Linked DNA regions of Rattus norvegicus: region 2 is linked to region 1. Evidence: chromatin contacts called from public Hi-C data. All regions are on one chromosome and are shown on one strand. The core of a region is the stretch at or near the end of the contact, and the rest is flanking DNA. Distances in the headings are between cores, read along the strand shown.

The links. Hi-C and Micro-C count contacts between places; a contact is called where the count stands out from the background.
Region 2: a Hi-C map of liver shows a contact between it and region 1, with 4 times the contacts expected there. The contact joins the promoter of Tlk1 here to the enhancer-like site in region 1. A contact is called at or near these places in 11 of 12 Hi-C or Micro-C datasets (the A7r5 cell line, Schwann cells, frontal cortex and 6 more) and 1 of 1 datasets of contacts at active chromatin or transcription factors (oligodendrocytes).

What each region holds. Positions count from the first base shown.
Region 1 is chr3:75,923,500-75,930,170 of GRCr8, reverse strand. It overlaps Tlk1 (tousled-like kinase 1), which reads left to right. Exons shown (of 20, transcript NM_001395018.1): 20 at 1-1,868. Among named protein-coding and RNA genes, the nearest start is that of Gorasp2, 44 kb to the right of the region's middle. Within about 2 kb of position 4,075, at least 12 of the 93 cell types and tissues checked have an H3K27ac peak or open chromatin away from gene starts, as enhancers often do. A contact at or near this core is called in kidney and liver, where this site is marked.
Region 2 is chr3:76,030,643-76,037,293 of GRCr8, reverse strand. It overlaps Tlk1 (tousled-like kinase 1), which reads left to right and starts at 2,235. Exons shown (of 20, transcript NM_001395018.1): 1 at 2,235-2,560. The coding sequence starts at 2,422.

The DNA.
Region 1 (6,671 bases), core at 2,826-5,325:
ACAGCGTCAGCACTCGGCAGCTGATCTACAGAAACCAAAGCAAGAGCCGAGTGGCAGCCGCTGTGTTTGCAGCAGAACGTGAGAGCTGGGGTCTTTGGACAGTTGTGGACTTTGTCATTTGCCGATTCTGGCTTTTACCAAGTTGTACCTCGAAATCACATGTCAGTGGTCCACCACCCTACCCCCAACCCCTCTTAACTGGTTTTGTTAAAGGCGAGCTGTCATTTCTGGATACTTTATACTTTTAACACAAAGAGCTGCCTATTTCAAATCAGTTGAAGTTACTAAATCATAGTATTTCCAGGGCTTTCAGTGTTTTAGAATTAACAGGCATTTTTCTTTTGTTTCTAGGCCTCGTTCATTAAAACAGGAGACAGTGTGTAACCAAAAGCAGGCCAGTCGTGTGCAAGATAATGATGAATCCCCTTCTGGCTCTATTGTAAACTACTGTACAGATGTCGATTACAATTACTGAGTTTCAGCAGCTTATTCTTGTACAAATGTTTAAAAATACTGCTTTTCTAATTGGATATTGTATTTTTTTTAAGTCTTCTTGAAGGCGCTTTAATTGCTGCTAAATGATACTGCTTTTTTGCTATAAAAATTTGAATGACCTTGAAGGCACAAGTTGACTGTACATCATAGAGAGATATTAAAAGCAGGCATTCATTAACAATCAAGGCATGTAAATGATCTACATCGGGCATATTGAGTTCTTCAAATCAGTTTTTAGGTTCTAGAGCTGTGGAACAATAGAAACTAGATTTATAAATTGTTCATGGTTATTCTACATTTCTAGAAAGTTCTTAGCATCGAGATGGGATGATAGTCCCATAGAATGTTTCTTGTGGTTTGTACAGATTTGTTAAAATGTGAACATTTTCTAACTGCCTTGTGTGGTAGAAACCAATATTTTTGGGGGATGCTATATTTCATTCTTGTAAGGATTTTTTTTTATTGTCACACTCATAATGCTGAGACTTACATGTAAGTTGTCCATGGTGCAGAAAACAGACTATCCCTGCCAGATGCCCCATACCATGTACAGTTAAACTGTGGCTCTTAGCTGGTGTTGCAAGCCATTTTGTTTGTTTGTTTTCATTGTACATAGACACACTGTCTGTTTAAGAAGCTGCTGGAATTATAGAGAATGTAGCCAAACAGTAATAAACAACGACAGCAAAATGTAAAGATGTGGAAGATTACGTTCAAAGAGCCCGAAGGTTTAGGTTACTAACTGAGCTTCATAAAGGCAGATGAAGATGTCCTTAAGACAAGCATGAAGTGTTTCAGGCTTAAAAGCAGTGTTTGGAAAAAAATATAAATAAGAGTATCAGAAACAACTTACCCATGTTTTCCACAGTTTTTCCAAATGTAGATTTAAATAGCCTACTAGTGCTTGGGCTCAGTGAACCAGTATCAGCTTCGTGTAGAACTGGTGCTTGTTGCTGAATAATTTCCATGTTTCCACCCATCTGTTTTGAGTATTAGTTGTTTTCTTGTCTTGTGGAGTCTGCACTGACTGCAGGTAAAGTGCACAGTTCTCATCCTTGAAAGCAGCTGTACCGATGGGTTGTAGTCCATTGGGAGGGGAGAGTGCTGCACTGAGCTCGTGGAAGTTCAGTCCCCAGCACACTGCTCCCCCAAAACCAGTAAGTACAGGCACTTCGGTAAACACTTGGATGTTGAAAGGATGCAGAAGCTGCCGTGGTGATGGGGCGGGGGGCGGGAGACATGCGGTTGGCTTTCCTTGTGGCCACCCACTTTCCCTACTTGAGTTTAAATGTGAACAAACTCACCAGGTCCTTCTCTAGTTTGACTGTAAATTTCCATGTTTTTAAAGAAGTTTTTCCTCTGAGTACATGAAATTTCAGTGTTTTGAATATTTAGACTAATTCTAAAACTGCTTTGGCCGCTAGTTCCTAAGTTGAATTTTTGGATGTTGACTCATTCTATAGTGGTTTTGAGTGTGTATAGCCTGTCCATTTGTATCTGAATTGGCTTTCCCAGCCAAAATACATCTCCAGTTATCTTACTTCCTTTTCCCCATTAATTAATTTATCTAGAGCCTGGTTATGTTGTCCAAGCTGGCCTCAAAGTTGATAGCAATCCTCCTGCCTCAGCCTCCAGAATGCTGGGATTGTATGTGTGGTCTACTCCACTCCCTCTAGTGGTTTGAATAAGTTTGGTCCCCATTGATTAATGTGTTTGAGTGGTTGGCACATAGGAAGTGGCACTATTAAGAGGTAGGTATGACCTTGTTGAAGGAAACGTGTCACTATGGAGGTGGGCTTTGAGGTCATATGTGTGCTTAAGCTCCACCCAGTCTGGACCAGTCTATTTGGATGCTTTCGGATCACGACGAAGAACTCTCAGCTATTTCTCCAACACCATGTCTGCCTGCATGCCACCATGATAATAATACTGGACTGAAACTGTAAGCCAGCCCCAGCTGAGGGTTTTTCTTTGTAAGAGTCACCTTGTTCACAGTGTCTCCTAAGATGTGGGTCTCCCTGCCCTCACGGATCATAGGCCGACTTGGTCCACAGGGGCAAAGATAGCAGAGATGTTGAAAGGGTTGGAGTTTGGAAGCCCTGGGAGTATGTACAGTGGATGACCACACGACTACTGCTTGTCAGTAGGCAGATTATCTTTACTTAGGGTGACTGGAGGCTTATAAAGTTTTCAGGGACTGAAGGTAGGGACATCTAAGATGAGCAAAGATCATTGGCTGGGGGCTTTAAGGAACCTGGAATGCCTCGTTAGCATGGGGAATCATTTCTGTAATCTCAGATGCCGGCTGAATGAATGTTTTCTCTGGAGAAAGGAGTTTGATCCTATAAACTAATTAAGGCTATATGACATTCCTCAGGTAGAGGCGGCGGGGGGGGGGGGTTAGAATACCCCAGACAAGACCACAGAAAGAGAGGCCCTGCTACAGAAAGGAGTCTCACAGTTGTGCCCTGCCCAGAGGCTATCCCGTTGCAGTAGACTTGGGCCTTGTTAAGCAGAGCTTTCCCATGCTAAGACACCCTGAAAATTTTTTCTTCAATAGGTAAGATTTGAGTGTGTAACCTGAATTCAGAATTTGTTTCCATAAAACCGAACCAAAATGGTAGAAAGTTTCAAGTGAATAGCAGGGTGTGTGGCTTGTACCTGAGGCCTCAGCTCGGATCCCTCAGGCGGAGCCCCAGCCTTCAGCTTGGGCGGGTGTGGATCACCTGCCCAGGCAGCACACTGAGGGCACAGAAACAGCATCACAGTGTGGAAACAGGACGCTGACAGCTCTCAAAATGAGGATCCAAGTTTCTAACATCGCTGTGTGGAGTAAAGGTCACTGTACTCTGAACTATGCCCAGCACTTAGTAAATGCCAGCATCCACTGCTTTTTTTAAAAACTCCAAGATCATCGCTTTTGCCTTATGCACAAAGAGAAGTCTATTGTGATAATTTAAATTCCTGCAAGAAAAAAGTAATTTCTCAATGTTTGAATCAAGTTTCAAGGAAGAGATGATTGGATTCCCAGAAAAGGGAAGGCAAGCAAATGGAGTGACTAGGAACCGAGTTTGCAGGGGAAAGGCCCAGGAACTGTGTAGAACCAGCCAGAAGCTGCTTTGGCCAGTATGCTGTTTGCTCAGAAGCTCTTCTGTGCTTTTCTGTCATCTCTCTGTAACAGCCATTTGGAGTAAGATGGAGGAGGGAGGGTCTGTTCTTCCACAGAGGAAGCCGATGTGACAGAGCCTCATGGTCACTGATGCATCCGAAGGGGAGGAGGGAAGCTAAGCATAGTGAAAAGTACCTGCAACCTCAGTATCGGGATGTGTCGAGGTGGGAGCATTAGTTGAAGCCCAGGGCCAGCCTGGCAGGGCCTATAAAAGGTAGGTAGGTAGACAGACAGACAAAGCCCAACCTATCTATCTTTGGAAGCCTGAAATGTCACTTTTCAGTAGTGACAAAAATCAAAGAGCATATGTGACTTTTTTTTTTATCATCATAAAAGAGCAAACCCAAAGAAAAGTATTGGAACGATGTCAGCACACACAGTTAGAGGCAGTGAGTCACCGGAGAGCACCCTCATGTTGGAACGATGTCAGTGCACACAGAGGCAGTGAGTCACTGGAGAGCACCTTCGTGTCTAAGCTCACTTCAGGTAACATGAAAGTGAGGTGCAAACCAGTGCTCCCTGCTGTGTTCCCTTGCCTTCTGCAGTCAGATGAGACTACCCACAAATTGGACATGCATGCCCTCCCTGAAAGGCCTCTAGGGTGTTGACGCCTCTCATGGAAAAGCAGAAAGCAGCTCCAAGCTTCTCCCTGCCCACTGCTGTTCTCTTCCTGTTGAAAGCTTTTGAACTGACTCAGTAGCTCACTCAAAAGAAAGTTCTGGAAGTATGGAAAAGTTTCAATGCATCCCTCCCAAGTCTTGGAATTGAAAAGTATATGCTCCTGTCCCTTCGTGCATGTCACTGTGGGTTGTTCAGCACGGCCTTCCACAAAGAATCCTGACCACGAAGTGACTCCATTCCAAATTTTCATGTAAGCTTCAAGGCTCTTAGGCTGTTGGGAAAGCCCTGGGCCAAACACCATGACCCCACCGTCCAATCTGAGTTAATTGCCTGCTGTATATGTGTTCATTCATCCACTTAGCAGGAAGTCTTCTGTAAGACAGGGTAGTCATCAAACGTAGACACCGAAGTTGCCAAAAAAAAAAAAAAGGAATATAATATTTGGCAGTGTGTTTAGGTGTTTCAGTTTTCAATTATTTTGTCTACTAATGACCAAATTACTAGTTTCTTTTTAAATATGCAGAAGGGTAATGTGGAGATGTGGGGTCTGGTTTGGAAGTCAGTTCCGGCTTTGTCTAGTCACTAACTCCTATGGGAGGCTTCTACGTCTGCAAACTGTTTATTGACTCCCCTGCCTGGCAGGACCTAGCACAGGAAGTGAGTTAGCACAGCAACCCACACCTGAGTGCCTAAGAGAGGGTTAGGCATGCCATCCCCACACCCTTGGAAGCATTCGGAGGCCCTAAGGAGATGGACGACTGGGCAGCAGCCAGCCCCTGGGTTTGGTATGCTTTTGAACCCCTATCTGGGCAATGGGAGGCCTGCCTGTGCCTCTCAGGAGTCCCTCACCTGCCCTAGCACACTCAGTTTTGGGAGGCCTAGAGCACATTCCTGGGGGTGCAACTGGGTAGGTTGGATCCTCTTTCCCAGGCTAATGCTGCTGCCCACCTTGTACTCTGTGAATCTGAAGCCACTGTGGACCCTAACACTGGTGGCTTCTGGACTAAGCTATCCCAGGGCTTGTTAACTTTTTTTTTCTCGTGACAATTTTAACTCTCCAGTAGGAATGGGCTTTTTCCTTCCATTTGTAAAGCTTTTTCAGAAGCATAGGCTATCGGGCAGACACATAGTTTCAATTCTGAAACATAGTTTCAAGTCTTTAAAAGAAACCTCTTTGAAGAGAGCTCCCCTCACTCCCCATTATCAGATCATACACATCAAGATTCAGAATTCCCTAGTAGTAGTGGCCATATTAAGGAATGGGAACAGCATGGGCAGGATTATCTTGTGTGTACATTGAGTCAATAGCATATTTACCTTCAAATGTACTCATCTTTGCCTCTGGCCAGCAATGTCTTTTTTTTTTTTTTTTTTTTTTTTTTTTTTTTTTTTTTTTTTTGCTTTGTCTTTTGGGAGAAAGAACTATGCTAAAGTATAGTTTATTTTTTATTTTGTTGGCTTTTTAATTCTAAAAGAAGGTCTTGACCTTTAGTATTAAGTAGGCTGATTTGTAAGAAGAAAATAATTGACTTTCTAGTGGCGCTAATGTTAAATGACCACAAAATGGCTTGTCAGCTTCTTGTTCCATGGAGTTCATTGTCTACATTTAATTCCCACATTTCTAGAAGCCATACTTGGAGATGAAATCTGGAAAATATAAAGTTCTTGGTTCTACGTTGGTTAGAGGGGATAAGCGTGCCTGCATTTGTTTAGTGGTCTGGCACAGAAGGCATGAGTGGCAATGGGGTAGCTTACTTTGAACAGTAACATGAGACCTCGAAGGGCTTTCTTGCCTGTTTCTCAGGCCAGCCATGTTGGCGCTACAATTTTCCCTTCTGGTTTGGAGAGTTTGGGTGAGATCACGATGGGAACACTGTTCTGCTCCTTTGCCGTCACCACATGCTGTTACCACAGGACTAAGAGTTAAAGCCAAGCAGGGTTTGGTCTCTGTAAGAAACACTGTTCTTTGTGTGCATTTACTCCTTCTTGGCTAACATGCAGGGTACACTTCAATAAAAACAGTAGCAACTGGAGCCATCAGCTTGTAGCACCAAGTGTTGGCGTCCATTCCCCTCCCCACCCCACCCTGCCACCACCAAGCTTTAAGTTTTTATGATGTGGTTATTCTTTCCATTGAATCAAAATGGCAGAATTGGATAGGGTAAGCTAGAGTTACGAGTCCCCCACCATGCCAGAAAGAGAAGCTTGGTACTCATTTCATGCAAGAGTCTACTCAAGCTTGGTAGGTCTCCTTGGCAACTCTCCAAGCCACCTGTCCTTGGCCTGGGGTCTTGACTGGTGGAAGGGTACTTGTGTTTATCACACATGAGCATATTTGATCATTTGTGCACTTACAGCCACTGCAGAGGGAGAAGCAAGGGAGAGC
Region 2 (6,651 bases), core at 986-3,485, 110 kb before region 1:
AAAAATGCTGTCAGGAAGGTGTCTGTAGTCCAGTCTAGCACTCGAAGCAATCCTCTTGCCTCAGCCAACCAAGTGATGGGATTAAAGGCTTGGGCCACCTTGCCTGTCTGCCTTGGGATTTATTTACAGTTTATGAGGAATTGAACTCTGAACTAAAGTCCTGGAAATGAGAGGAGTCTAACCTCTTTGCTATAGATGGGAAAGTTGAAATAAGGATTTTTTTAAATAGTTGTTGACATTAATGTCAGTTCTCGTAACTTCCTTCCTGCCCTGTGCTCTTTATGATATGACTTGCAAACTGAGCTTACTCTTAAAAGAAAGAGGGGGGGGGGTAGAGGGCTTGCCTAGCTCCTATGAAGCACTAGGCTTGATCTCCAGCATACAGAAGAGCAAGCAAACAGTATCCGTATATATCATATGAAGTCATACATAGGTACACAACCATGAGATGGACGATGTATATCCATCATCTAAAGGCTTGCACATGAGTGTTCATGGAACTAATATAGCAAAAGGGGGGGAATGCAAATGTCTATCAATAGTTTAAGGGACAAGGTGTGATATATTCATACAAGAGAATGCAACCATATGGCTATTAAAATAATTATGTCCAGGGAAACCATTTTATATCCAGAATAAACACTGGACGCTTCATCTAAAATTCAGGAAAATCCAAATTACTCTGTAGCATGGAAAGCAGAAGTGTGGTTCTGAGGGGGATGGAGGTAGAGCATGGAGGAACCTCAAAGGGGTAGGTGGACGGGAGCTGGGTGGGCAATAGATGTTTGCTACTGATTGTACAGGGGGCTTCAGAGCTGTGTACACCCTAGCGTGGGACCCAAAGCCACGCACTTTACAGTGAGCCCATTCATTGTCAATAACGTTCGTTGTTCAATGTGTGACAGTTCTTAGGTTTCAAAAGCAGAATGTGACTGAGAACAGAAGAATCTGAAGCACAGGGACACTCCAGTGACTTCTGGCATAGCTGACAACCAAGGCTCTAATGATAGTTTATCTGAAGAAAACATTACTATGAGAAATGCAAAGTCATAAAAATAAAAAATAGAAATGACATTTTTGTTCCCCTGGTAATCATGTCATTTCCTTATGCCGGCACAGTTGCTCTATAGCATAATCTTTTCAGTGTTCTATTCAATTTGGTTGTTTAAAGAGAGCAATAACCTTGCCGTATTTTTCCTGGACTACTAGACTGTTCTTTTATGAACAAGATGGCCAATCGCTGGTGTGTGTACGTGGGCGTGCAGAAAGCTACGCTCTATCTATAAATTTTAACAAATACTGTAATTTGTTTGGGAAATTCGACGTCAATACTCAACAGCGGCACCAGAAACTGGAAATTTCTAGAAACCATACCTTCAAGATGAACACTATAGTTTTTTTTGAAATGTGAATTCAGTAGTCAATATTTTCTATTTAGATTTTCCACTTCTGTGAAAACAAAGAACAGCTCTACTATACACATGGGCTACCCCACCGGTAGGATTTCTCAATTCCTTTGATAGATTGTTTTTAAGGAAAGTTTTATTTTCTTAGGGTTTTTTTTTTTTTTTCTTTTCTAAATTCCGTGACGACTCCTGTTCTGCAGACCTGTAAGTGCACACTGTTGTTGGTTTTTTTGTTTTTTTGTTTTTTTGGTTTTTTTTTTTTTTTTTTTTTCCTTTTTCCTTCTGAGGGGCAAGAGGCAACTCTCAACTTTTCAGTTCCATTTTGAGACTCCGGAGCCGGGCGAGAGCAGAGGCGTCTCGGGCAGGCTGGGTGTGGGGCGCGCTTCGGAGCAGGCGCGCCGCGGCGAGGGGGAGGCAGGTGGCAGCGGGGGCGCGCCTCCCTCCGGCCGGCCCCGCGCACGCGACTCGTCTCCCCGCGCCTCCCTGCGCGCTCGCGCCCTCCCCGCCCTCGCCCCGCCCGGGCAGGGCCCTCCCCCTCCCCCCTGCCGGCCCCGCGGCCGCCGCCGCCGCCGCCGCCGCTACCGGAGGCGCAGGAGCCTCGCGATAGTGTTTGCATTGGCGGCGCGTGACGCCGCCGCCGCCGCCGCCCGTAACTGATGCAGAGGTTACCCCGCCGCCTCAGCCGCTACCCACCGCCCGCCGCCGCCCGGGCGACGCCGGGGCCCGACGCACTGCAGAGGTGCCGGCAGGTTCCGCCCGCGGAAGTGGCCTCGGTCGGCGCGGTCCGCGCTCCGCCCGCGCTCCGGCCCCGGCCCCGCGGCCCCGGCCACTTGCCTCCCCTCAGCGCTGCCCTCCCCGCCTGCCCTCCGCCCGGCGCGCTCCCTCGGCGGCGCGGCGCTCCCCTCCCAGCCCTCGCGCCCGCGCTCGCCCTCAGCGCGGCCCCCGCCATGACGGAGGCGGGTGCCGGTGCCGCCGCCGTCGCAGGGGGGGAGTCGGGCTCCCAGAAAGTAGCTTGATGAGTGTCCAAAGTAGCAGTGGAAGTTTGGAGGGGCCGCCATCTTGGTCCCGGCTCTCCACGTCTCCAACCCCAGGCTCGGCGGCAGCGGCCAGGTCCCTGCTGAATCACACGCCGCCATCCGGGAGGCCCAGGGAAGGTAAGCGCCACCGCGCCCTCCCGCGGGCTCCCTCGGCCCGCGCGGACCCCGGGCTGGGGTGGGGGATGGCGGTTCGCGGGCGGGAGGCCTGCCCTTGCTCCCTGAGCCTCCCGGCCTTGGGGCTCGGATGGGATTGCCCTCGCGGTGCAGCCTTGGCGCGCGAGCCCCCTCCCCTAGTCCGCACTCCTCCCATAGAGGCGGTCCCCGCGCCGCAAGCCCGACCGCCGGGACCGGTAGGATGCCCCTCGCCCGCCGCCAGCGTGCTCCGGGCTGCCTCGGGTCCGATTCGGATCCCCAGCGCGGCCCCTAGAGCGATCCCAACGGCAGACCGACTCGTGGGCAAGGCAGCTCGTGCCACCCCTCCAGATGGTTGCAACTTTCCTTCCTTCGCCATCGACTCCTGCGTGTTTGTACGTTATGCTCGTGGGTGCAAGTAGGCTCGTGTTCCTCTCTGCCAGGGGTGGTGGGGTTTTATGGAAATTCTTGCTTGAAGGTTCCTGCAAAACACGCACCGAGATCGGTTACAATTGTTTTCTAAGTTTTCTGGCTCCTTGCATGCAAGTGTTCTGCCACCAGATGTAGCAGTCACACAGCCAGTAAGGCACCTAGTGCTTTTGACTAAAAAATGAACTTGCTGCATTTAACTTTAAGTATACTCCATAAAATGGAATGTGGGAGAATACTCGTTTACCAGGAAAGAATAAATTTGCATCGGATCTTTTCTAACTCGCTTTTGTCTGGAAAATGCGTAGCTTAATTCGTTAGCAATCGGTAAATGGGTTGTTCGCTCCCGGTTGTCTCGCACAAGGAGATTATCAGCACCTTTAAAAAGAGGAGAAGAAAACGTTTGGAAGTCCAGCAGTCTAGTAAATCTCGTAAAGAAATTTAGACCTTATATTTATGAGTCATTAGGATTATTGTAATTTGAAAATATGTCTATACTTATTATCCATAACCTTGATAATTGCTAATCAAATATTTCTTGCCCGGATCCAGTGGTTGAGACATAGCATTCTTTGTCATTTTGTTCCCGTGAGCATGTGTGAAAGTGACAATAGGCTCAAAGATTGACGTGAATATGCTCTAGAAAATTCATGGGAAGATTTGATTTATGGCATCCATTAAACATGCCGAATACATTGACAGACATTTTCCCCTTTCATCTCACCCTGACACTGATTTTTCATTAATGGAAGATAAGAGCTTATTTATTGAGTGACTTAAATTAATCCGAGTTTTCCTTCTGTGCTTGAAAATTTATGTTTGTGTACATGTATAAACTTGAAAATTTGTAAGGAAATTGTTTAAAGTGCGTTTTGTAAATAGGGCAGTTGGTGCTTGTAGCTGTTTCCACTTTGTAGTTTCATTAAGATGCCTAATGATAGTGTGAGTTTCGAAACACTATCTTGGTTTCTAGAGTCCTATACCTTTGAAAAAAATAATTCCTCATTGATTTCTCAAGTGTTTATTGAGCCATTACTATGAGCCAGGACCCGTATGTGATAATCTGCTGAGTGCATGTTGTTGGTTTAACAGTTGACTTCTGTTATCAGTCCTGAGAATTTGGCAGCCACCAAATTCAGATGGAGTTTCTAAGGAAGGTCAGCCCGTAGCTAATTTTACCATCCTAGGTGTGCTGTTCTGCACCCTCCCTGATGAGGAAAAATTCTGAGTGGTTTGAATAATTTAATTCAAACTTCCAAATAACCAGAAATCCTGCTCCCCTCCCTCAGCAGTTTTTTTTTTTTTTTTAAATTGGGTTTTGTTTTTTGTTGTTAGCCTAAAATAGTGAGTCCTAGTTAGTACTTGAAACCATGGGATATGCTCTTGTGAAAGTTACACTTGACACCAAATTTTCCTTCCTTTTCTGCTTTCCTGTAGAACCTTAAAGTGGGCCAGCGTGCTGTACTACAAGGCTACACCCCAGCCCTCATAATTACAAGGTCATTTCTTTTTTACTAACCATGCAAATTAAAACTCTTAACCAACTCCCAACCCCCATTCATTTTGAGGCTTGGCACCATGTTCTTAAATTTTACCATTGTCTACAGGAATTATCTATTGGAAGTCCCCAAGGATCAAGATGAAGATGTTTATCATTGAGTGGAGTCCCAGCTTTTGTTACAGGAGTTTAGTATCTTTTGCAGCTATATGTGTTAATATGCTGCATAAACTTAAGTTTAGGAACTTTCTGACTTCAAGGGAGGACTAGTGAGGACTAAGAAATGCTGATGGAAATTGATTGGCAGCATTGAGTGACTGTGTCAAGAAGAGTCTAAGCTTTGTTTCTTGAAAACCTGAACCAAATTAACTTGCAATCACAGAAAAATGTTTAGTTCCAAAGATGTTTAGGTACATGTATGTTTATGAACTCTTTTGTCAGTTAGTTATCTTTAAAATTTAAATTTCATGTATATGAGTGTTTTGTCTGCATTTATGCATATAGCCCATATGCATGCCTCGTGCCCAGGAGCTCAGAAGAGGGTTTTGGATCCCCTGGAACAGGTCTTAGAGAGGGTTGTAAGTTGCGGTGTGAGTGCTCTGTAAGAGCAGCAAGGATGTGCACAGCCACGTCTTGAGCCCTCCGTGAACTTCTTTTAAGTGAATTAAACATTGAAAGAGGTTAAAGATACGCCATACATGTCTGTAAAAGTTATCTTGAAGATTAAAGGTGTGAGATAACCTTCAGTATTTTTAAGAGGCATGTAGATAGATTGTTTTCTTTGCTCTGAGTCCAGATTTTTTCTTGTTTTGTTTATTAATTTGGAGGATTGCTCATACGTGCTCAGCAGGGTTTCTGCTGGATCTTTTGAACCTGTAATCTCCAACCCATTTTGTCGCCTATAATACTGTTATTAAGAGGTGGAGAGTTAGGCAGTTTAAGATTTCAGTTGGGCCTTAATCCCAGCCTTAATCCCAGCACTCTGGCGGTGAGGCTGAGCTGTTAGTCTACATAGTGAGTTCCAGGACAGCCAGGGCTACACAGAGAGATCCTGTCTCAAAGGACTACAACAAAAGAAAAGTGGGTGGAGGGGCAATTTCAAGGAAAGATCTGTTAAAATCTAGTAACCTAGATGGCTAAATAAACAGACTTCAGTTTTATACTTTGTTTTTTGCATGTTAACATATGGTTACTTTTTGAATTCATTATTGCTAAAAATCAAATGATTGTTCAAAATATTCTTTTCTCCTCAGTCTTGCTAGTTATAACTACTTTTTTGTGAATAATGAAAGTATTAGTGATGGACAGTATCACAGAGCAGCTAAGTTGCTGGTTTCAGACAAATTTCTGTGTTTGAAGACTGTGGTCCTTAGAAAAATAAGTGTTATTCTTCTAGGGAGATGTTAATAAGATGTGGGCTTGCAATTCCTTGAAATCACTAGCTAGAGGAGGACAGGGTGTGTATCTTTTAGGGTCTAACTTAAGAATCAGTATACATTAGAGCAAGAGAAAAGAAAACCTAGCCTAGAGGTCTGGAAATCTGAGAGATGCTATGCTTTTATAAACTTTTTGGTCTTAGCATTCCTTTATTTAACATTACTAAGGATCTCCAAAAGATCATTTTTATGTGAGTTATTTATTAATGCTTGCCGTATTAAAACTGAGAATTTCAAAAGTTTTAATTAATTTTAAATATAATAAGCTAGTTACATGTTAAGTGAAATTTTGTAAAAAAAATTACATTCTAAAATTGAAAAATTGAAAAAAAATAGCATAGTTAGTGGTATTTTATAGTTTTACATATGATTTCTTTTTGGCTTACTGGAAGAACAGCTGGAATTTGCTCCTGCTTTGTATCTGTTGTGATACGTTGTGATTGAGATGTATGAAGTACTTAGCCTTTTCAGAATGACTGTTCCCTGATAAGACACCAAAAACTACAAGTGGCAGAATTTTTTAAAAGGTTACTGGCAATGTGGACTACTTTATACTCTAAAACTACTCCCTAGAAAGTCACTGGGCCATATATTCAGCCTAGTGAAAGCTGAAGAATGGAAGACACATGGGAGACATATATTTCAGAAACATTAATGGAAAGTAGATTCATTCTCCTAGTCTAGAAAGAGCAGAGCTAGTTCAGCAAGGTGAA